2 separate regions of the Mus musculus genome follow, and region 1 is linked to region 2. The links are chromatin contacts, called in public promoter capture Hi-C maps. All regions are on one chromosome and are shown on one strand. The core of a region is the stretch at or near the end of the contact, and the rest is flanking DNA. Distances in the headings are between cores, read along the strand shown. Region 1 holds the start of 1700057H15Rik (RIKEN cDNA 1700057H15 gene). Region 2 holds the start of Mtf1 (metal response element binding transcription factor 1).

What was found. Promoter capture Hi-C pulls out the DNA fragments that hold promoters and counts their contacts.
Region 1: a contact with region 2 is called in a promoter capture Hi-C map of liver, with 5 times the contacts expected there. The contact joins the promoter of 1700057H15Rik here to the promoter of Mtf1 in region 2. A contact is called at or near these places in 3 of 39 promoter capture datasets (embryonic stem cells, liver and stem cell-derived epiblast-like cells).

Annotation. Positions count from the first base shown.
Region 1 is chr4:124,482,137-124,487,674 of GRCm38.p6, forward strand. It overlaps 1700057H15Rik (RIKEN cDNA 1700057H15 gene), which reads right to left and starts at 3,823. Exons shown (of 4, transcript NR_040774.1): 1 at 3,791-3,823; 2 at 899-967.
Region 2 is chr4:124,798,245-124,804,019 of GRCm38.p6, forward strand. It overlaps Mtf1 (metal response element binding transcription factor 1), which reads left to right and starts at 4,305. Exons shown (of 11, transcript NM_008636.4): 1 at 4,305-4,399. Inpp5b (inositol polyphosphate-5-phosphatase B) reads left to right here. Exons shown (of 24, transcript NM_008385.4): 22 at 8-135; 23 at 1,524-1,635; 24 at 2,462-3,267. The coding sequence ends at 2,577.

The sequences.
Region 1 (5,538 bases), core at 2,573-5,072, 320 kb before region 2:
TGCCATTCTCACTGATCCCTAATGCTAGATCCTAGAATGAAACTTGGGGTGTGGCCCAGCCAGTATCCTAGCTTTCTGGAATTGAAGTGACAAAGCATCCAGCTGGGGCAGCTTGAATGACAGCTTCTAAAGTCCAAAGTTCAAGATCAAGGTTTTAGAGGATGCTAAGGACGCCCTCGGGCAGCTTCCAGGCCTTTCCCCACCCACTTCTGCCTGTTTGTGGCAATCTTGAACAACCTATGGCTTCCCCAGTCTCTGTCTTCATCTTCACACAGGGGTCACATGTATGTTTGTCTCTCCATATGTTCCCTTTTTATCAGGACACTAGTCATACTATGTTAAGGTTGACCCTAGCAATGTTATTACACTTGATTACCCCTGTAAAGACCCAATCTTCCAGTAAGGACACAGTCTTAGATGCTGGGGACTAGAATTCTAACCAATTTTAGGGAGCCACAGTTCAACCCATAACAGCCAAGCACCCCCTTACTTCATAGCTGGGGCTCCTGAAGGCCAAAGGGAATAAGATTTGCATAGTTCCATCAGCAACTGAGTCTCAGAAGTAGAATTCCAACTCAGGACCCTCATACACACATCATCTTAGGCCTCTTGAGAGTCTAAGTTTAGTTGGGGTTAGAGGGACCTAAAGGAGAGGGTGACTTGGCCATGACCCAGTAGGACCCATAGTGACAGTATCTCTCACAAGTCCCATCCAGCCACAGAATCTGGGCCCAAGCACCCTAGCTCAGGCTGAGCACTCCCAATGGTCAATCCGACCACACCAAAGAGCTTTTTAACAAACATCATCCGTCTCCTTCTGCCGTGCCAGCAACGGGACTGACTCACACACAGGGAACTCGAAGCCTAAATGCAGCCTTAAAATGATTTTAATGCTCACCTTCGAGTGCCAAAGATTGGGTCTCCCATCCCTTGCGCAGCCCATCTCTCCAACGTGGAAGTCGGGAACCTGAAAGGCAATTTTGTTAATGCTACTGGGAGGAGCAAACGGGTCTGGAAACTCATCCATCATCGTAACACGCTCCGGGATGGACTCGGAAGACAAAGCTTTCATCTTCCCTGCCAGGTGGAGCCTCTTCAATTAGGCTGGGAGGGGGTGTGGGTGGGAGCAGAGACAGACACCCTGAGGAGGAAAGCAAGGAGATGGGAGTCTTTCCTAGCCAGGCTGGAGGGAGGCAGCTGCTCCATCCTGCAAAGTTAAGGAGAAAGGGGTGCCTAGCTGGAGGAGGTTCCAGGACAGGCCCTAGGAGAGTGAGCAGCCGAGGCAGGAAATGACAAGGAGCTGTCCTAGGCTGAGCCCTCCCTCCTCAGTAAGGAGGAGGAAGACAACCGTGCCCTACCCTTTGGCTGGAAAGAGAAGAACTCTAAGCCACTAGAATAGTGATAGAGAAGTGATAGTTTAAAATCACAAGGCTCAACAAAGTGTCCCCTGGCCCATGTACCCCCCCCCCGGCTCATGCTCACAGAACCCCAATAATCAAGCCATCTCCTTAGGTCCTAGAAAGTACAGAAAGGACCATCTCTCCCCACCTTGTGCCTCTCCAATGCAGGCACCAGGGCTGAGGCAGAAACAGGTGGACAGAGCTCGGCTCCACCTTTCTGTACAGCAGTATTTTTCTGTCAGGTAGGGGAGGCAGCCCTCTTCATCAGGATAGGGACAAAGAAAGGCTACTGAATCTGCCCCTAGTGTGAGTAGTCTGCCAGTGATCCTGGGAAAACCTGTAGGACCACCCAGAGTAACAAATAGCAGAGATGGCCTGATTTATGCTCAGGGTAGATTCTTCATCCTGACAGATTGTCACCTGCCCTGGCTGGACTCTCCATGAGTCGATTGATTATTGATCATTCTGCCAATAAGTCAGCAAGGGATTTACTGAGCCACATCCACTAGGTACTTAGTGGGAGTTGCCCTCTGCCTGCCGGCCAAGAAGCATTGGCTGAGAGGCTCGTCATCAAGATACAGCAGAACAGAAGAAATGGTGTCCCTTACTGTGCACATGGCTGTGCGTTCTAGATGCCATACAGATACAGGTACTAACTCATTGCCCCTCCCCCTTTTTTCTCTGTTTTGTTTGTTTTTTTGGGTTTTTTTTCTGGTTTTTTTTTTGTTTGTTTTGCTTTGTTTGTTGTTTTTTGTTTTGTTTTGTTTGTTTGTTTGTTTGTTTGTGTGTAGCCCTGGCTGTCCTGGAACTCACTTCGTAGACCAGGCTGGCCTCTAACTCAGAAATCCGCCTGCCCTCTGCCTCCCAAGTGCTAGGATTAAAGGCGTGCACCACCACTCCTGGCTCCTCCTCCAGCCTTGAGTTCCCAACATCTGCCTGCCCACCATGGTGTTTCATAGCTCACGCTCATGCAGTTCTCTTGCCCAGAGCGTCCTGCCCATCCTCATTCAGCAGACTGAACTCAGTGCCCCTCCCACCTGTTCTCAACAGCACCAGGCCAGGCTGAGAGGACAAATGAGTCCTGACATTCCCCTGGCTTCACCCATGGCAGACATCATTAATGGATCACAACATGATTCTGAGAACTTTGCTGGGCTTAGCTGGACCTGCCTGCCTTGAGAGCACAAAGTGGGTGATTAAGTCAGATGTGAAATGTGGGAGCACAGCATAACGCCAGGGGTGTGCAGCACCACTCTGCCTTACAAGGTCCCTGGCCTGCCCACATCCTGTCACTTGGTGGAGCTGGTGGTAGGAGGGGGGAGGATGTAAGAGAGGAACAAGAAGGTGAGGGACCGTTTCTAGAAAAGAACACCACCTGACAAAGGAGCAAGAAAGAGTGACCTCTCCCCCTCTGCTTGCAGCCAGGCTGGGCTGTTACCGGGGCTCCTGGAAGGCCAGTGGGCAAAGCCTCTACCAAAGATTCCCTGCTTCCTAAGCCTCAGTGCTGCTTGCCTCCGACAGGTCCTCCCATGCGCACGGGCACTGCGCATGACATCATACTCTTCAGTGCTGCTTGCCTCTGACAGGTCCTCCCATGCGCGCACGGGCACTGCGCATGACATCATACTCTTCAGTGCTGCTTGCCTCTGACAGGTCCTCCCATGCGCGCACGGGCACTGCGCATGACATCATACTCTTCACAGCTCCCTCCTCCAAACACCCAAGGCAGGTGACACAGTTGCACTCACTTTTCATGGGAAATGAAGCCATTTGTCAAATGTCCACATGTCCCGCTCCGCAGCTCAACCAGGGTTAAGCTCTGAAAGGGATTCAGCTACTCAGCCTCTTGACTCTGAGGTTCCCCGTTCCCAAAGTGCATCTTGCCCTTTTGCCTCCATGGCTGCTAGCAGTCCCCTGGAATAAAAACTAGATGGTGTGTGTGTGTGTGTTTGTGGATGTGTGATTGTGTCTCTGTGTGTCTGTGTACAAGTGACTGTGTGTGCGTGTGTGTGTGTCTGTGCATGAAGGACTGTGTGTTTATGTGTGTGCATGTGTGTCTGTCTGTGTGTGTGTGTTTGTGTGTGTGTGTGTGTGTGTGTGTGTGTGTGTGTGTGTGTGTAGGAGGGATGTGTAGGGGTGGGTAGCCGTGCAAGCTGGGGACTGGGCAGAAGTCCTAAAGATTCACAACAGCTTATATAGATGAAAATAAACTACTCTAAAACAAACAAAAAAAAGTACAAAAACTAAATAGTGTGTGCCTGCACGCACCTCACTCCCTCCCCAGACACCAACCTGATTTCTGCCCTCCCATCCCTCTGGCCTCTGCCCTCCAACCCCCAAACACCCTTCAGAAATGCCTAGGAGAAGGGAGGGGCAGGAGGCTCCCTCACCTCAGGGTCTTCTGCAGTGGGAGCCTCCTCTCCTCTTTTTCTGAGGACAGAGCGGTTTTCCTTGTGCTCTATGTAAATGAGCTGTTTGTGAATGTGCATCTGTAATGGAGGAGCTGTCAGGTTGGGCTGGGGGGTTGGCTGCGACGGAGGAGGACAATAGATTCTGTGCTCAGAGGTCAGGCGTGGGGGGAGGGGACTGCTGGCTCCGGAGACTGGGGAGAAGGAGCCAGATGCAGGGGTCGGGGACAACATGCAGGGATGAGGCCCAGGCTCCAGTCTTGCTGAGACCTGGGGCCTCAGGCAGGGAGGTGGTAAAGAGCCGGGAGCCTGTGGTGACAGCTGGGCTGGGGAGGGTGCCATGTGCCAGGGTGAGGAGGAGAAGCCCGGGGCACTGGGGCAGCTGGGGCACACCCTGGGTGCCAGGAAGAAGCTGTAAGGCAGCCTAGGAGCTGCTGCTTTGGAAATCAGGAAAGACTCCTGTAAGGGACCCGTTTACCCCGTGCAGGGCCTCTATGCAGGATGGGACCCACTCTGGTCTCACAAAGCACCAAGCTCAGAGCAGCATACAAGCTATTCAATCAGCGGTAGTGCTGCAATCTAAGAATCCAACGATAAGCCCAAAGAAAACCTTCATTTAGCCTAAGGAGAAACTGGGGTGTGGATGACAATGACAAGGCCCTAGAGTATGATCAGAACCCCATGGTGGCGGTGGCGAGGAACAGCAGGGCTCCTTGAGGGGCCTCTGAAGACCAGCTTCACCCCAAATCCACAGGTTCTAAGGCAACCTCACTGGCCCTGAAGCCTGATGCCCTGGAACTTCTGTGAGGAGCACAAGGGAACCTCAAGAACTCTCTGGTCTCCTCAGTACAGGTTCGGGCCCGGGGCTTGTGTGGCAGCCACAGGTCACTCAGTTCAGATTTGTGAAGTGCAGCCTCTGGCCGCTACTTGGAAGAGACAGGCAAGAAGCAGCGGAACCCAAACACAGGCTGTCAGGACAGCAAGTGAGGCAAAGGGAAAGAGCGTTGTGCAGGTGGAAACAGAAATGAATGGACCTTTTTAAAGGTATCCCTCTTGAGATGAAAGAGATGGATGCTCAGCTGTGTAAAGGAAGAATATTACAAGCAGAGAGAGAAGCAGGTCTGGAGCTCTGGTGAGACGGCCTGAGCATCCTTAGGTCAGGCAGAAGTTTTCCAGTCTTTGCTGGACTGACACAGTTGAGCTTCTGCATGCCAGAAGCTCATGGTCACGCAAGCTTCCCTGGAGTCAGTGGCTTCGTGTTCTTGTCTCAAAGAGTATAATTCTAGAACAGGAGGGTGAATTGATAAAGGGTTTTATTATACAGCTGTAGGTGGGAGCTTGTGTGTTAAGACGCAAGCTCCTGGAAGTAAGGTACCATCAAGGGTCCCCACCTTAGGGTTAGTGAGGCTTTGCTGAATGGAGGCACGGTGAGCTTGGAGAATGAGCTAGTTGGTCGCGTCACCCTTCCACAAGGTGTCCGGGTGACTCTTCATTGCTGTGTCCTCATAAAGTTTCCAGGCAGAAAGCTATAGTTTGTAAAAAGGAGGAGAAAAAAAAAATGACAAGAACCCGGACCAGAAACCAAAGCACCTGTCTGGCATTCTTAGCCTTGGGCCAAAGCAGAACCAAGGCCACTTTGGCTTCGGACCAATGACAAGAATCAGGAGGTTATTTTCTTTTCACATCATGTGTGCATGTGTGGAAAAGCTTGTGCACATGTGAATCAGATG
Region 2 (5,775 bases), core at 3,055-5,554:
GCCAAAGGTGCTAACAACCATTCTGTAGCCGAAGCCTTGCTGCTTTTCCTAGAGAGCCTGCCAGAGCCTGTCATCTGTTACAGCGCCTACCATAGCTGCTTGGAGTGTTCTGGCAATTACGCAGCAAGCAAGCAGGTGAGGGAGAGCGCTGAGCCTCAGCGTGCACACCGGCTTGGCCTGGGCACGTGAAGCCTGGCAGAACAGAGTGTGGCAGCCTCTCTCGTGCAGTGACTTGGAAGCTTAGCATCATTCCTTCTCAAACCTGCTCTTCCTCTCATGTCCCTTTTGCTTTTAATAGCATCGCCCTTAGTTCCCGTGACTCAACCCTGAAACCTGAGTCACTTCTGAGTCCTCCCTCTCCTCACCTCCCACGTGCCCAGTCCCATTGATCCATTACTTCTCTGTTCTCCCCTATCGTTGCTCAGCTTACCTGGGGCAGTGCCCTGTGCTCTTGCTCCCCCTCCATCCACATCCAGTTGGCATGCTACAGTTAGACTGTGAATTTAGAGGTGTCATCCTGTGGGACAAAACCAAACTTACCTTTCTCACTGCTGCTTAGTGACTTTTCCTTCTCCTTCCTTCCTTCCTTCCTTTTTTTTTTTTTTAAGATTTATTTACTTATTTATTTCATGAATGTGGGTTCACTGTCGCTGTCTTCAGACACACCAGAAGAGGGCATTGGATCCCCATTACAGATGGTTGTGAGCCACCATGTGGTTGCTGGGAATTGAGCTCAGGACCTCAGGAAGAGTGGACAGTGCTCTTAACCACTGAGCCATCTCTCCAGCCCCCTTCCTTCCTTTCTTTTTCTTTTCTCTCTCTCTTTTTTTCCTCCAAGACCAGGTCTCTTCCTGTGACTCAGTCTGACCTGGAACTCAGTGTGGCCCAGATTGATCTCCAATTCACCATCCTTCTGCCTCAGCCTCTCAAGTCCTGGGATCACCAGTGTTCATCACCACGCCCAGTTCCATGATTGATAGGCTCGTATAGAACAGTTGCGAACAGTACGGGTTCCAGCACCTTCACTTATATCCATTTCATCTGTGAACCTTCTGGAACCTTCCTTTTCCGAGCCCCAGCTCTCCAGCTGATTCTGTTGTGCACATTTGTGGGCTAGTCACTGGCTTCCGGTCTGGCTAACCCTTCTAAGCCTAACACCTGTGCCGCTGTAGGTTTCTGCCGACTTTGACAGCTCGTGCTCTTCCTACTTAACAGTTTGCTTTCTCTTGCCTTCTTTGCCTCCAATACCCTAATCCTTGCTGCTCCAAGTCTCGTTTTGTCTTGTATTCAAGACCCAACTAAAAGGCCTTGATTCCCTTAAGTCTGCGACTTTTAGTTTTAGAAGTCTGACTTCTAAGTCCATGCAGCAGCGTTTGCCCTTTGTTCCCTTTGGATACTTGTGCCAAGTGGTGAGTGATCAGCTCTGTGTGGATTCTCAGTTCCTGGAATACAAGGGGATATATAAGGGGCACCTTGTCATGTAACTGAGTGAAGCCGCAAACCCCACCTTCTCCCTCTTTCAGATAATTTTAACCCTCCCCAGCTTCCACAAAAATGTCTTCAACTACTTGATGGCGTTTTTGCAAGAACTGCTGAAAAATTCAGCAAACAATCATTTGGATGAGAATATTCTAGGTAAGTGGCCAAGTGTCGTACAAGCATCTGTTCAGAATCACTAAGAAAGGAAGCTGAATTAATGCTCACCCTCCCTTCTCTTCTCCCTTGCTCCCCTGGCCCCCCAAGCTCTGAGGAAGCTTTGTTTTGTTTTAACTTTTTAAAAGGCGGTCAAGTTATGCTGCTGAAGCTGGCCTCAAACTCACTCTCCTGGCCTTGGACTCAGCATCCTCTTGCTTTGGTCCCCAGTGCTGCATATGCACCATCATGCCTTGTTTTGGGCAAAGTTTATGCAAATAATGTTTTTGGGGACTGGAAGTATGACTTAATGGTAGAACCCTTACCTACCATGTGCAAGCCCTTGTGCTAGTTCCTTCTTTTAGCTAGACTAGCTGGCTGGCAAGGCCTCAGGACCCACCTCTCTCTCCCTCCACATCACTGTGGTTACAGGTACATTTAAGTGGGAGCTAGAGATCTGCACTCAGGTCCTCTGTCATGTTTGCATGGCAAGCACTTAACTTAAGGAGCCATCTCCACAGCCCCTCTTTATTTCTTGAGGCAGCCTCCCACTGTATAGCTCTGCCTGGCCTGGAACTAAAGACTGGTAGGAATAGAGACTTGTTTCTCCCCCACCCCCCAGTTGTTTGTGCTTTCAGGAAGGAACTACCTGGGCATAGAGGTACATGCCTTAATCCCAGTCTCAGGAGGAAGAGGCAGGTGGAGCCCCTGAGTTCAAGGCACCCAGGCCCTGCCTTTAACACAGAGTGCTTGAGGTAGTCTGTTCTCTCTCCTAATCACCCCCGTGTCCCAGTTGCTAAGTGGTATTTTCTGTTTCTGTCATGCACAGCTAGCATATTTGGCAGCTTACTGCTCCGGAACCCAGCTCGTCACCAAAAGCTTGACATGGCGGAAAAGAAGAAGGCCCAAGAGTTTATTCACCAGTTCCTCTGCGGTCCACTCTGAGCCTCACTACTCCTCTCCTGTTTTCCTTAAGGCAGCCACAATTGTCAGCCCCACCTGTTTCAGCTCAAGAACTGCCTTAAGCTGGTCTGAGGCTGCTGGAAGAATGGCAGCCACCTGTTTCTTCTACCTGAGCCTAGACCTGCCCCTTCTCCATGCCATTGGCTAGCACACCCATGCTGACTTGTGAAGACATGGGGGCAATCCACCATAGTAGAACTGACGTTCCACATTCAACTCTAGTTATTTAACACAAATAGCTCCCTATTCATTTTTATTTAAAAGTTTTAAGTAACTGTACTTTGCCTTATTCAGCCAGCCTCCAGGACATGCAGTCAGTGAGTTCCCCATATCCCGTACTGAGCATCTCATGGTCAGATACTTGGACTAACTGAAGTCCCTGAAGGAGAATGGCTTGGGGCGGCAGGACTCTGCTTAGAGGTTCCTGGATAAACAACTTTTAGCCATCCAGATGCTTCCACTGTCCAAGCCGCAAACATGTTCATGCATAGGGCACCTGTTCCCTTTCTGCTCAACTCCAAGGCCTCTCAGTCGCCCCCAAGAGCACTGAAGAAAGGGGGTTCTGGTGAAACAAGTGGGATTTTGTAGGATATTCAGTCCTCCCAACTGTATATAATGCAGCACCTCTCATATATGTAATATATTTTAATGAAAATGTATTTTTAATGGTGACTATGGTTCTCTCTTTTTTTAGTTATGTGTATGTGTGTGGTGGTGGTGGTACATGCATGTGTGAATGTGCTAGGAGAGGCCAGAGGCTCAGATCTCTCTGAAGCTGGATGTGAGCCATCTAATGTGGGTTCTGGTTTCAAAAGAACTCTAAGGTCAGAGCAGTCAGTTGGTCTTCTCTTCCCCAATCCTCCTCTCTCAAGAGATGGTAGTTCCTGGCAGCTAGTCCTTTGTGGCTTAAGAACAGAGCAGCTGATCTGTGGCATGCTGGTGCGCCAGAGTCACTTATTCAACCTTACTCAGAGGGAATGGCACAGCAGTTTGGGCCTGAACCCTGATCTAGCCTCTAAGAGCACTGCTCCAACGTAAACATTCGAGAGAAGTCGTTCATGGGGTAAATAAGCATTAGCTTATGTGAGAGTCTAAAAATTACATATACAGGAATATAATAGAAACACGAGAAAAGTATCTTCTTGGGCTTTGAAATATTGCTACCACCGAGTGGATTTCAAGGGTGGGTAGGATAAGTGTTAAGAGCTGACAGGGGACTGGCCAGTAGGTGGCGCTGACCCTTTCTAGAGCAAAAACCCTCCTTAAGGAAGGTTGGAACCGCTAGCTCCCGCGGGCGCGTGAGAACGAGAAGTTTCTGGAGGGCTCTGCTCAGCGTTCCGGTCCTGGGGGGGAGCCTCAGCCAGGTGAACTATGCTGCGTGGGTACAGTGGGGCGAGGAGAGGGATGCCGTGGGCTGGCCTACGCATCTGGAAGGCGGCGGCTGACTGCAGCCTTCTTGCTGCAGCTGTGGACGCAGCTGGGGCTGAGAACACCTCGACTTCACCGCTGATGTCGCGTATCCTCCCGCGCTCGAAACAGCCCGCTCTCTATGGTCAGCTTCCCGGTGCGGCACCGGAGCGCCAGACTCCACTCGCTCCGCCCACAGCCCGCTGGGGAGAGGCGCGGTCTCAGCCCCCTGGAGAGTAGAAGCCAATCACGAACAGCAGCAGGCCCAGGGCTCCCCGGGCCTCTCCTTCCTCCGGAAAGCGGAAGCGGAAGTGACGCTAGGGACAGGTGGGGGCAATCATGGTGCCGCTTGGGAGGGGAGAAGCTGCTGCTGCCGCCGTTGCCGGGAGCCGCGGAGGTAAAAGCAGAGGCTGGACTCGGCTGGGGCTGGAACTATCCGGGGGGTGCGGGACTGGGGCTCCCTGCCGTAGCCATTCCCGGCTGAGACTTCATTCCACTCACCCGAGGGACCCCACCCCTCCTCCGTTTCCATGGGGATGGGTATCCAGCCCCCCTTCTCTGTTTCCATGGAGACCCGGACCCTGCCCCTCTTAGCCCAGCTCGTAGCCCCCAGACTGCCTCGGGGTTTTTCTCTGTAGCCCTGGACTAGGGGTGCTTTCCCGGTCAGGGTCCTCATGCTAGTCTCTCAGAGGTGCTGGGTTCGCAGTCCTCGGCCACCCTCACACCTCCTGGTCTTGTTACAGAAAGTTGGTCTCTGCGTTTCCCGGGGCAGCCCACCGGGTCTCTTATCTCTCCTCTCAGACACCGAGAAACGTGTATTTCTGGGGTTGCGTAAGCAAAGGTTCGGGCTGGTTCCTCTCAGATTAGATCCCTTGACCTGTGCCTGGTAACTACCTCGCCTGCTTGTCACTCCGGCTAGTAAAGGCTCACTTTGCCGACTCTTGAGCTGAAGAGAAAGTGCAGAACCAGGTTGAGAACTAAGTGATGTGCTGGTTATTTTAAATTCTCCTTTTGTGTCTGCCAAACCCACATTTGTAGAACCTGTGTGTTTTCGGGTGAAGGAGGAATCACCATTCCAGACCATGAAAGCTTCAAATTTGGTAATTTCCTCAAGAGGCTATCTTCAAAAAGAGACCGTCTGCATGTCTGTCATTCATTTTGCTGATATTTCCTGAGCTGCTCGTGTCAGTATTGCTTATGTTAAGTCAGCCTTTCGGGTCAGAAAGCCTAGTCACTCTGTACAAGTGTACTCTCTGGTCCAGATCATGTTTTACGATATAAATAATTAAAGTGATTTGCATCAGCTACTCCTTATTAGGGTTTAGCCCCTCCACCTGATGTGTTCTAGAAATGACAGAAGGAAGCCACCCTTTTTCTTTACCTGCAGTTTCTCTTTCTGTATGAAACAGGAAGCCCTGGTCCCACTGTAGAAAAGCAGGCACGGATAGGTTGTCCAAGCAGTAAAGGGCAAAAGGAGGGTTTGGAGGTGGTTATGTTCAGAGTGTTGTTTCTGCACCACCAACTACATGAGGCCGTGGCACTGCCTCACGGTGTGTTTGCGGGGAGGGAGGGCATTGGGACGGGAGCACCTCACTGAAGGTTTGTAGCCACTCTTTCTTTAAACAGCCACCTGTTTGCTCTTTTATCCTCCTTAGCTTCATAGATCCATCTTTAAAGTATGTGACAGTAGAAGGTCTTGTGAATGCCAACTTTGAATTTTTTGGGGGAAAAAAAAAGATTTGCTTTTTCCTTGTCAGTGACTGATTGTGTCAG